Linked DNA regions of Gossypium hirsutum: region 1 is linked to region 2. A link is a contact called in public Hi-C data. All regions are on one chromosome and are shown on one strand. The core of a region is the stretch at or near the end of the contact, and the rest is flanking DNA. Distances in the headings are between cores, read along the strand shown. Region 1 overlaps LOC107889722 (cleavage stimulating factor 64). Region 2 overlaps LOC107889745.

What was found. A called contact is a pair of places that touch in the nucleus more often than the background predicts.
Region 1: a contact with region 2 is called in a Hi-C map of leaf, with 4 times the contacts expected there. The contact joins two enhancer-like sites. A contact is called at or near these places in 6 of 34 Hi-C or Micro-C datasets (callus, fibers, hypocotyl and 1 more).

The regions. Positions count from the first base shown.
Region 1 is chrD06:30,426,083-30,431,114 of Gossypium_hirsutum_v2.1, reverse strand. It overlaps LOC107889722 (cleavage stimulating factor 64), which reads left to right. Exons shown (of 10, transcript XM_016814288.2): 10 at 1-270. Among protein-coding and RNA genes, the nearest start is that of LOC121218838, 5.4 kb to the right of the region's middle. Within about 2 kb of position 1,439, at least 9 of the 9 cell types and tissues checked have an H3K27ac peak or open chromatin away from gene starts, as enhancers often do. A contact at or near this core is called in leaf, where this site is marked.
Region 2 is chrD06:30,382,224-30,387,447 of Gossypium_hirsutum_v2.1, reverse strand. It overlaps LOC107889745, which reads right to left. Exons shown (of 20, transcript XM_016814338.2): 19 at 4,957-5,079; 20 at 4,059-4,518. The coding sequence ends at 4,414. Among protein-coding and RNA genes, the nearest start is that of LOC107889745, 30 kb to the right of the region's middle. Within about 2 kb of position 2,812, at least 1 of the 9 cell types and tissues checked has an H3K27ac peak or open chromatin away from gene starts, as enhancers often do. A contact at or near this core is called in leaf, where this site is marked.

The sequences.
Region 1 (5,032 bases), core at 190-2,689, 45 kb before region 2:
TTATTAAAATTATTTTATTTTTGCAGAAGAATACAGTTCTAGATTTGTTAATCAAATAAGCATAGACCATGAATGTAACATTTATAAGCTTGTTACGAGAATATAGGAATAGGAGAAAAAAGAACCAAAAGAATTTTGTATTATTTTCTCGTTGTTTGTTTTTGGATTGCCGTTTGGCTTTACCTTTTGCCTAACTTGGGACCTGTGGACTTAGGTAGTTAGCTGTGTATCAACTAAAAATTTTCGGAATTTTAGTTCAATTTTGGTTTATTCTGTATGCATGTTTGATTCTCCCGGGTTCAAATATGTGTCTGGAATGCTATTTGGCTTTTACCTATTGCCCGACTTTTAGTTAATTACACCATGAATTCCTAAAACTTTTTATTTAAATTAGTCTTCGCTTTAATGTTCGAAATACCTGATATTAGGTTTCTATGTTTGCAACAAATATAATCGATTTCAATTAGTAGGATTTAGCAACTTATCATGACCTTGGAAGAGTCAAATTTAATTTTCAACATAGCCTTTCGATATTGTATAATTTGATATTTTCTAGGTAAGTTTAAAAGTGTGGCATGATGTCTATTTTCGTTTATCCATGTTAGTCTCGTATTACTCCGGATTAATTGCTTTGGTCAAGGATTTGTGCTTAATACTAATCAAGAGCATATTGGATAAATATCATCATATCACTTGGGGGTGATGGATTTTCCTTAACCACTAATAGGTGTCTATTTGTGATATATTTTGAGTCCTTTTACTCGTGTTTTAGTGTTATTTTAGTATTTAGTACTTAGGTTGTAACGTAATAAATATAGTTGTTTGATTTTTTTTTAACAGTATAGAAGAAAATCAATTAAGCTCCTACGTTTGATGTGGCACAATGGTTGGTTAAAATTTTTTATTTCACAGGAAATTCCACGTGGAATTTTATTACAGTTGTTAAAAAAATTAAATCATGTTATATTTCAAACAAAGAAACCCTTCAACCGCATTGGGTAAAATCAGATTGAACCGACAAAATCTAAAAGTTGCGACACATTTCTATCAAAGAAATCGTACAGACTTATTGTATTCAAACCCCGATACGAATCGAACCTAGAACATAACCCATTCTATGAATCGAAACCTAATCAGAAAACCCATCTTTTGATTCGAAACCCAAAAATCCTAATCCCAAAATCAAGTTGTTCCTTCCAAAACCTAGAACGATAACTGATTGTTTGAATCTAACCCTAATTTCTGAAACCCAAACAGCTAACTCCTTATTGAAATCAAAACCCTAATTCTCTAAACCCCCAAACCCCTTTCATATTTTGAAGAAGTCGCAGGGTCGAAGCAAAATCGAATTGGTAGTGTTAGCTGTGGTGAAGTGGCTATGATAGCAACAAGATAAGCCTTTTTAAACAACTTAAAAGATTGAGATGCCTTCTGTTGTGTCTGTTTTCAACAGACTCATGGTCCCAGCTTCTGCAAGTGGCTATACGCGGACCGTATCTTTATGTTAAAGCTTAGTTTGTTTAGTATATTCCAAAAGAACCAGTAGATTCTCTTCTTTAGATATATGGGAAAATAATATTAAAATAATCATTATTATATTATTTGAACCGCCATAGTTTGTCTTTTGTGTGTAATTTTTATTATTTGATTTGAGATGTGTTAAATCTGAGAATATTGATATACTATAATATAATAATGAAGTATATATTTTATCATGTTTGTTGCAGAATGACGGGGGATGCAGGAAAAATATATGTATTAAGATATATGTATTAAGATATTTCTTTTGTGGGAACTTTGGTATAAATCCTAAATGTGATTATGTAGGAGGGACCGTAGAGAAATTCCAAGTTGACCCTGATTTGTTATGCTATTGGGGCATAATAAATAATGTAAAAGACTTGGGTTATGGGGGTAAATTTTGTATTTACTATGAGGTCCCAAATGTAGTCTTTAATGGAAATACCTTAGTCCTAGTTCATGTTGGCAACAGTGAGGCAAATGTCAAACATTTTAGAACATAGATTTGATGTAAATCTTTGTGGCAGATAGTATTGATGATGTTGATGGAGAAGTACCTGCAGGAATTAATATAGATGTTTGTGGGGGTAGTGGGAATATTGATGAGGGAATTAATACAGAGGTTGGTGGGGGTAATAGATTTAATAAAGTTTAGGGACAGGTGGCGGTGAGGGAATAATGATGAGGTGGGTCAAGGAATTAATATTGATGTGGGTTAGGGAAGGGTAGCTGTTGGCATTGTTGAAGATGCAGGTGAAGAGGTGTGGGAAGACTGTTGAAAATCAGGTATTGATTTTGAAGCTAAGGGTGAAGAAACAGGTGCCGGTAATGATGATAATGTTGAAGGGGATAGGGTTGTGGGAGATGATTTTTTAGGGAAAGATACTGAAAATGTTCATGAGGGCGAGGTTGATGGCCATGAAAGTGAGTACATGGACTCATCAGATCCAAGAGAAGATGGGGACAATGAGAAGGGTGATGATTAACTGAGGACACCATACGATGGGTAGAACTCTATAGGACATATGTATGACTCTAAATGTGTAATCCCTATATGGGAAATAAGGCTTAGGTTCCTAGATATATTTAAGGATGCTGTCAAGAAATATGCCTTCGCTAAGGGAGTGTAGTTAAGGTTCACAAAGAATGAACCAGGAAGAACAAGAGTATGTTGTAACCAAGGGTGCCCTTGGAAGTTTTATGCTAGTTATGTCAGTAGGCATAATTGTGATATTGTCAAAACATACACTCCTGTTCGTAAGTGTTATAAGATAAGTAAAAACACTTTGTTGTCTTTATATTAGTAAATATTAAATAATATTTACGGATTCACTCGTCGAATTTGTGATCTTGAAATTACTGTTTTCTACATCACATAAAATGAGTTAATACAACTCTCTTCCCTTAAGAAATTTCGTTATCGAAATTTTTACCTAAGAGTAAGTTTGGATATTATGATTTCATCAATTTTTTAGTTTTCCAAGTAACTTCTTTGATACCGTGTCAATGCCACAGTATTTTTACTAATGGTATCCGTATATTTCTCAGTTCTTTAACTTCCCGAGTTAGAATTTTAATCAATTTTTCACGCATGGTCTGTAATACAGTTCTTAAGTGTTGAACGTGTAACAGCCCGTTTTCAGTCAAATCGGAACAGTAGTTTTGTGATCACAAATTTAAGGTCGAAAAATTTATTTTATATTATTTTATTGCCTACAGCATGATAGTAATACCGTAGAAAATTTTCGTTAAGAAATTTTACTGTTTACATGCTCAATTTGATGAAAAAGACTAAATCGCGTAAAGTGTAAAAGTTGAGTTCTAGTAGCTAAATGTATTAAATAGTTATAGAACCTTAAAGTTTAAGTTCTTATATGGTAATTAGACCATAAATAGAGATAGTGGATGCACATGGCTTGGTATAAGTGTAATTAGAAATGTTTTTAAAGGTTAATTAAGTAATTTGCAAAATAAAGCTAAAACTAATAAAATAAAATAAGCCATCATATTTATTCTCATCTCTTACAACTGAAATTAAGAAAGTATGGAAGCCATGGAAGCTTGAAGTTTCAGCAAAAAAATTTACCTTGCATTGGTATGAATTTTTGTCCTATTTTTAATTATTTCTATATTTTCGGGATCGTTGTAGCTTAATCTAGCTAGCCCGGTGACTAATTTGTGAAACTGTTATCAGGATTTTAACATTAACGAATATACATGAGTTTTGATTTTTGATGATAGAAAATGAATATTGGTTGTTAAATAAACAACTTTTGTTAAGAGATTTTTGATTGAATTGTCAATTAAGGACTAAATTGAAAAATAGAAATTTTACATGGTTACTTTATGAAATAAATGAAATATAGGGCTTGCTAGGGACCTAATTGATATTTGACAATAGTGGGTTGTGGTGGAATTTCATGAATTTTCATTTTTATGAGCTATGGACTAAATTGCAAAGGAATTAATAATATATGGGTAAAATGATAATTTTCTAAAATATTTTTTGGGCTAAATTGAGTTAAATTTATCCGTATAGATCAATACAAACCTTGTACGACTTTAGATCAGGGCAAAGAGAAAGTCTCGAATTAATCGCCTCTATATCTACGTACACTCGTCGAGGTAAGTTCATGTAATTAAATCGTGTTTATATGTTTAAATTGAATTATACATGTGTTATGAAATGTCATATATATACCGATTGCATATGCAACGACATACGATGATTACCGAGCCCCATTTGAACTTTAAGAATTTGTAGGATACAAATGACATGTAATTAGAGTTTACATGATTTGAGTTTACATGATTTGAGTATTGGTCCTAAGCGTCCTATCGATGGCTGAGGTCCTGCATGTGTTGCGGATACTCTATAGCAAACTCAACTTCCTACTTAGGCAGTAAACCCGACAATTTTACAGGAAATAGATCCGTGAATTCGCACACTATCCGTACTCGATCAACTTTCGTTTCAGATACTCTAGAGTTTAGAATATAAGCTAAAAATGCATTACAACCTTTTCAGATCAATTTCTGTGCAGACACTGCTAAAATCATACTTGATGCAAAATCAGGTTTATCAGATTTAATAGAAATCAATTCACCATTCTGACATCTTAAATTAATTCATTTCTGTCTGCAATTCACTACAGCATTGTGTATCGTCAGCCAATCCGTTCTCAAAATAAAGTTAAACTCATTAAAATGCAATAACATCAAATCAACGAGAAAGTTGTAGTCCTAAATTTTCAATGGTCATTGTTTGCAAACTAGATCAACTATGACACTTTGACCTAATAAGTTCGTTACTTTAACGACACAATCAGTTGACTTAACTGGTAAAGTCTTTTCCGTTATTAATGTAGGCGTACATATGAATATGTAGACCCAGGGTTAATTAATACATACACAATAACATCAAAGATAAAAAAAGTACCAGCAATAACATCAAAAGCCAAGGCCTCTTTGCGTGCACGAATTACATAAGCTTTGGCAGGAGCTCGAGCTT
Region 2 (5,224 bases), core at 1,563-4,062:
CCACTGATCCCAGACTTCTTTCATTTCTCGAAGGTCATTCTGGATTACACTGATACGGTGAAATCCCACAATTCTGACACGTGCCCTTCGGTGAGGCTATCGCCTTTCTCCCTTTGTGTCGTCTCAGCCCATACTTGCACAGCCGCATTATCTTCTACTTTATCAAGAAATCCCTTTTCCATGATAAGCTTTCGTTTTAGACACTGAACATGAATCGACACCTCTTTTAGAATGACAATGCCATACAATAAAAAATAAAGCAAAAATAGTATTACGCAGAACAAGATTTAACGTAAATGACGATAAACATAGCATCCATTTAGGTAAGCACTAAGGTTTGGCGTAGCTCTACCTAGGTCGGTTCTTATGGCTCATTACATGTGGTTTGGTTCTAAGTAGGGTACCTGAACCAGCAGATTCCTCAATCCTCACCCATTATAGGCTCATACGGACTGAGTTCAGTTCAGGGGAATACATTTCCCTATGGCCATGCGGAGATGAAAATCTCACGAAGACATAGGTACGGATGTATCCCGGAAGCGATTCACTATCCCATGCGGAGGTGAAAGCCTCACGAAGGCGTAGCTTCTCACTCCCACTTAAGAGGTGTGACCAACGGTCATGCAATGCAATGTGCAGAGGTATATAAAAAATTTAAAATACAAAACATGATAAAAAACTATAACTCAAAATAAAATGCAATGAGAGGATCGTATATTTAAATCAAATTTTCAACTTTCGACAAAAAGACAAGAGATAATCAACTCGTGGCTTGACTCTCTTATTTATGTCCCCAGCGGAGTCGCCAAGCTGTTGGCACCATTTTTTGGAAAAAAACGGGGTCGACTTGGGTTTTGAAAATGAAATGGGAGTCGCCACCAATCCTTTTTGAAGTGTGATTGGGTCACCTTGGAAAGAGGTTGTTTTTAATAAATAATTTAATTTTATTAAAACAACGATTTTGATCTACGGAATCTAGAAAACGGGTTCGGGAGTCGGTTACGTACGAGGAAGGGTTAGCACCCTCGTAACGCCCAGAAATTGGTACCTAGTTAATTATCTAACGTCTTGATGTTGAAAATTGAGAACTTGAAAGAATTAAAAGTACGATCCTTGTATTAAACATTAAAAATTTGGGAAAAGAAGCATATTTTATGTTAATCGAGAAAGAGAATCGTATCCAGTAAGTTAGGACACAATATCTCGAATTCCCAATATACAAAAAAATGCTTATTTAAAAAGTATTTAACTATCTTGGATTAGAAAAGGAATCACGACTAGTAAGTTAGGACACGATCCTTTTTAAATTCCCGATATCGTTTAAAACTTGAGTTTGAAAAGATTCGTGTATTTAGATTTATTGGGAAAATCGAGACCCAGTAAGTTAGGGTACGACATTCTCAAATCTAAACACAAGATTTTGCTTATTCAAAAAATCGTAGTTTATGCATTGAAATAAATTAATCCAACATGAAATAATAAAACACGATGTTAATACTCGTAACAAAACGATATTGAATACAATAGTGCAAAAATAATACGAGCGATTGTAACAAAAATAAGATAAATACAAAGTACGAATCAATAACATACGAAATAGTAATGTATACGAGTAAATAAAATTAAAGCATTCATTCAAATCAATAATGAAAATGAAACAAATAAATAGATGAGTAAGATTATAAAAAAGGTAAAAAGATATATGTGTGTGTGTAAAATTATAAAAATGTGAAAAATCTATGTATGTAAAAATATATGTAAATATGTATGTGTACGTTTATGTATATACATAAAGTTATGAAATATATAAAGTATAAAAGTAAGTATATGTATATGTTTTTATGAAAATAAAACGTACATATATATTATGTGCATGTATGCATTATAAAGTATATGAAAGTATATGTATACAAGGATATATACATAAATGAGATATAAAGTATATAGATGTGGAAATTAAAAATACGTATATAATATAAGGTATAAGATATAAAGTATATAAGTATATATTTATGAAAATTGAAAATATATATATATAGACATGCAGCTATATACATAAAATAATAAAAGATAAATATGTATAAATGCTCATAAAAATAAAATATGTGTGTTCGTATATTAAAGTATAAAATATAAATAATATATATCTAAGTAGCTATACATATGTGAGTAAACTTGGAAAGTTATACGAGTATACATGTTATAAAAATATGTATATATATATAATTATGAAATGTATGAAAATGTAAGTATATGTGTATAAGTATGCATATATATAACATAATCCAAAAACAGTATAAATGGATAAATAATAAGGCAAATAAGAAAATAAAAGCAATAATAATAATGATAATAAAACTAATTAATTTTAAGATAAAAAATAATTATTTTAAAATAAAATAATAAAAAGCGGAACTAAATTAAAAACAAAGCAAAATCCTTGGGGAGGAAAGTTAAAAAAAAAAGGACCAGATTGGAGGGAAACCCAGAATCGGAAGGACTGAAAGGGTAAATAGACCCTCAGTCCGAAACACGCGGATCCTTGGGGTCCATCGGGTCAATGCGCGGGTCGAGCCCAATACGGCGCCGTTTTGGAGTCACTGATCAGACTCCAAACGGCGTCGTTTCAAACATCACATAAGGGCCAAGAAGAACCCTAATCTGATAGCCTCCATTCATTTTTTAAACAAACAAAGAAAAAGAAAATAAAAAAAAAAGCAAAAAAGGAAAACTGAGAGCCCGAATGCTCTCCTCCCTACGCCTCTCTCGGCCCTTAAGCTGAGGCCCCCATCTCCGCTTCCATGGCCAATGGCCGGAGTTGCACGAGAACGGCCCCTAGGCCTCCCCCTTTTGCGGCGTCCCCTAAGCTAAGCCTTCTCAACCGCGAGATCAAAAGGAAAAGGGATGAGACGCCCCTTTTGGCTCGACTCCGACGACGGTAAGGGTGGGGTTCCGACACCAGCCCGTCGAAGCGGTAAGGTATTTTCTCCTCTCCCTTTCAATTCCTTTTTCTTTGTTGAACGAGTGCGAAAAAAAAATAAACAATAAAAAAAGAGTAAAGTAAATAAGAAACAAGAATAGAGAAGAATAAATTGGAGTCAACCTTTTGACCTGTTTTTCTTTTTTTGAATTCAAAACGCTGTGTAAAAAAAAATTGTACAGAGATATTGTTTGGCTTTTATAGCCTTTTACATTGTATTTTTATTGTATTTTGCTGTCTTGCACTCTCTGTTGCGTGCTCCTGCCTTTTTTATCATTTTTTGCAGGCGTTGATGAAGCTAGTAGCGGCGGGTGGCGATGGGACAAAACGAATGATGATGGCAAAGGGATGGGCGCGGTGCTAGGCTTGGCTAGGGTTTCCGTTTTCTGAAACCCTTGACTGGGTTCTGGGCCTGTTGGGCTTATTGGGCCGTTTGGGCTCTGTTAATTGGGCCCGGGCAATAATTGGGCTGTACATAAAGTAAAATGGTTTGAAATTCATCAAGTGATTTGAGTTTTACCATCCCTAGTAAGAGAGGAAGGGAAGAAAAAAAATTTACAGTGAAGGCTAACAGAGTTTTTAAATACTCGATTAAACAAGGTTAGGCAAAAGGGAAACAAGGCAAAGAAGGTCACTAAGCTTGACAAGGTGTACGGCAATTAAGGCTAAAACAATGAACCCCAGGAAAGAACCCTAAAACTAATATCATGCTGAAAATTGAAAACTGCTATGTTTAATTGGAAAAGAAAAGTGTTGGAAATTGAAAATAAGAATTCTACACTTTAATCTGAATATTACTGTTGAATATATACCCTTACCATCCAAAACATAAATTACTACATCAGATCACATACTATACCTTAATAAATTAGAAAAAAAAATCAACATAGGCTTAATTCTAAGGATGCAATCCATCAGAGTCTCTTATCTAGCAATTTCCTAGAATAGCTAACTAGTTACAGTTTTCCCACAAGTAGACCCAGACCAGGGCAATGGATTTCAACTATTAAAATTCTTATGAAATAACTTGCAAACAGAAAAAAAACAGTATGAACCAGAGAGGCAAAATTTCCAGGACTTCCAAAACAATCAAAGTTTAGACTAACCGTTGTTGAATTGCCAGTAATTTTACAAAAAAAATTCCACTGTTTATTGGTTTCAGATCTCACATGAACATTCTCCTGCAATGCTCTGCTCATGCTCAGCTGGGACTTTGTAATAAGCTTTAACTTTCATATTTAGAGATGCTTGGGAAAAGAAACTAAATTACAAGACACATACATGTCATTCCAACTGAAAGCTCTCGTTTTGAACAACTTTTTTGTTGACATCTTAATTTGCAAGTCAATGTTGCTTCGATCAAAACCCTCCCTTATGCAGTTGCTTGAAGTTTTCATCCAGTTGAGACAATCATGAAAAGCTGTAACTAAGAATCATAAAAAGATTCTCTGGATAGTCCGAGCAGAAGCACGGGAAATCAGCCTTCTAGCCAGATCAGCTGGTAAGCGAAGAAGTTGCTGTTGCAATTCAGGCGGCAGCTGCCACATGCATTTAGAGTAATAGCTAAATAGGGTGCAGATTTCCATGCATACAAAAGATGCTCAAGCATATGAATGTAGTTCTACAGTTCAAGGCAGTGTGGATCTACTTAAAGAATCTTTATCATTATAATAAAGCTAATTCTATTAAAATTGTAAGCACCAATCTGGACGAGGTATTGGAAGAATAAACTAAATCACAACAGCAGAAAATAGAAATACATGATATCAAACAGCTTGTAAAAGTTAAAAGCAGGAGAGAAACGGCCAGGAACCAAAGCCAAGGAAAACCCCAGCTGCACAAAAATTTGGGCTGAAAGCATACAGCTGAATGGAACAGAGGCAAATGGTTTCAAGCAAACGTTGAGGTTATAAAAAAGAAAAAATGAATTAATTGGTGTAAGGATCCTATAAAACATGTCTCCTCTTAATGATTACCTCAGGAATAATAGAAAGCATGGCCAGAATTTCTGAAACTAATGCAGGTTGATACGAAAGCAGTGATGATTCCTCCAGGTATGCGCTTTGATTATTGTTGGGGTTGCCAATTCCATTAACTTCCTAAAGCATAAGAATTTGAAGTCAGACTATCCTCCAAGACAGTAATAAATTTAAAGTACTAGCCTCACTAGATTATAGGCAGCATAAGAAATGCAATGACCATTTCACGTTTTATGAGATATCAAATGCGTTCTTCACAATGTTA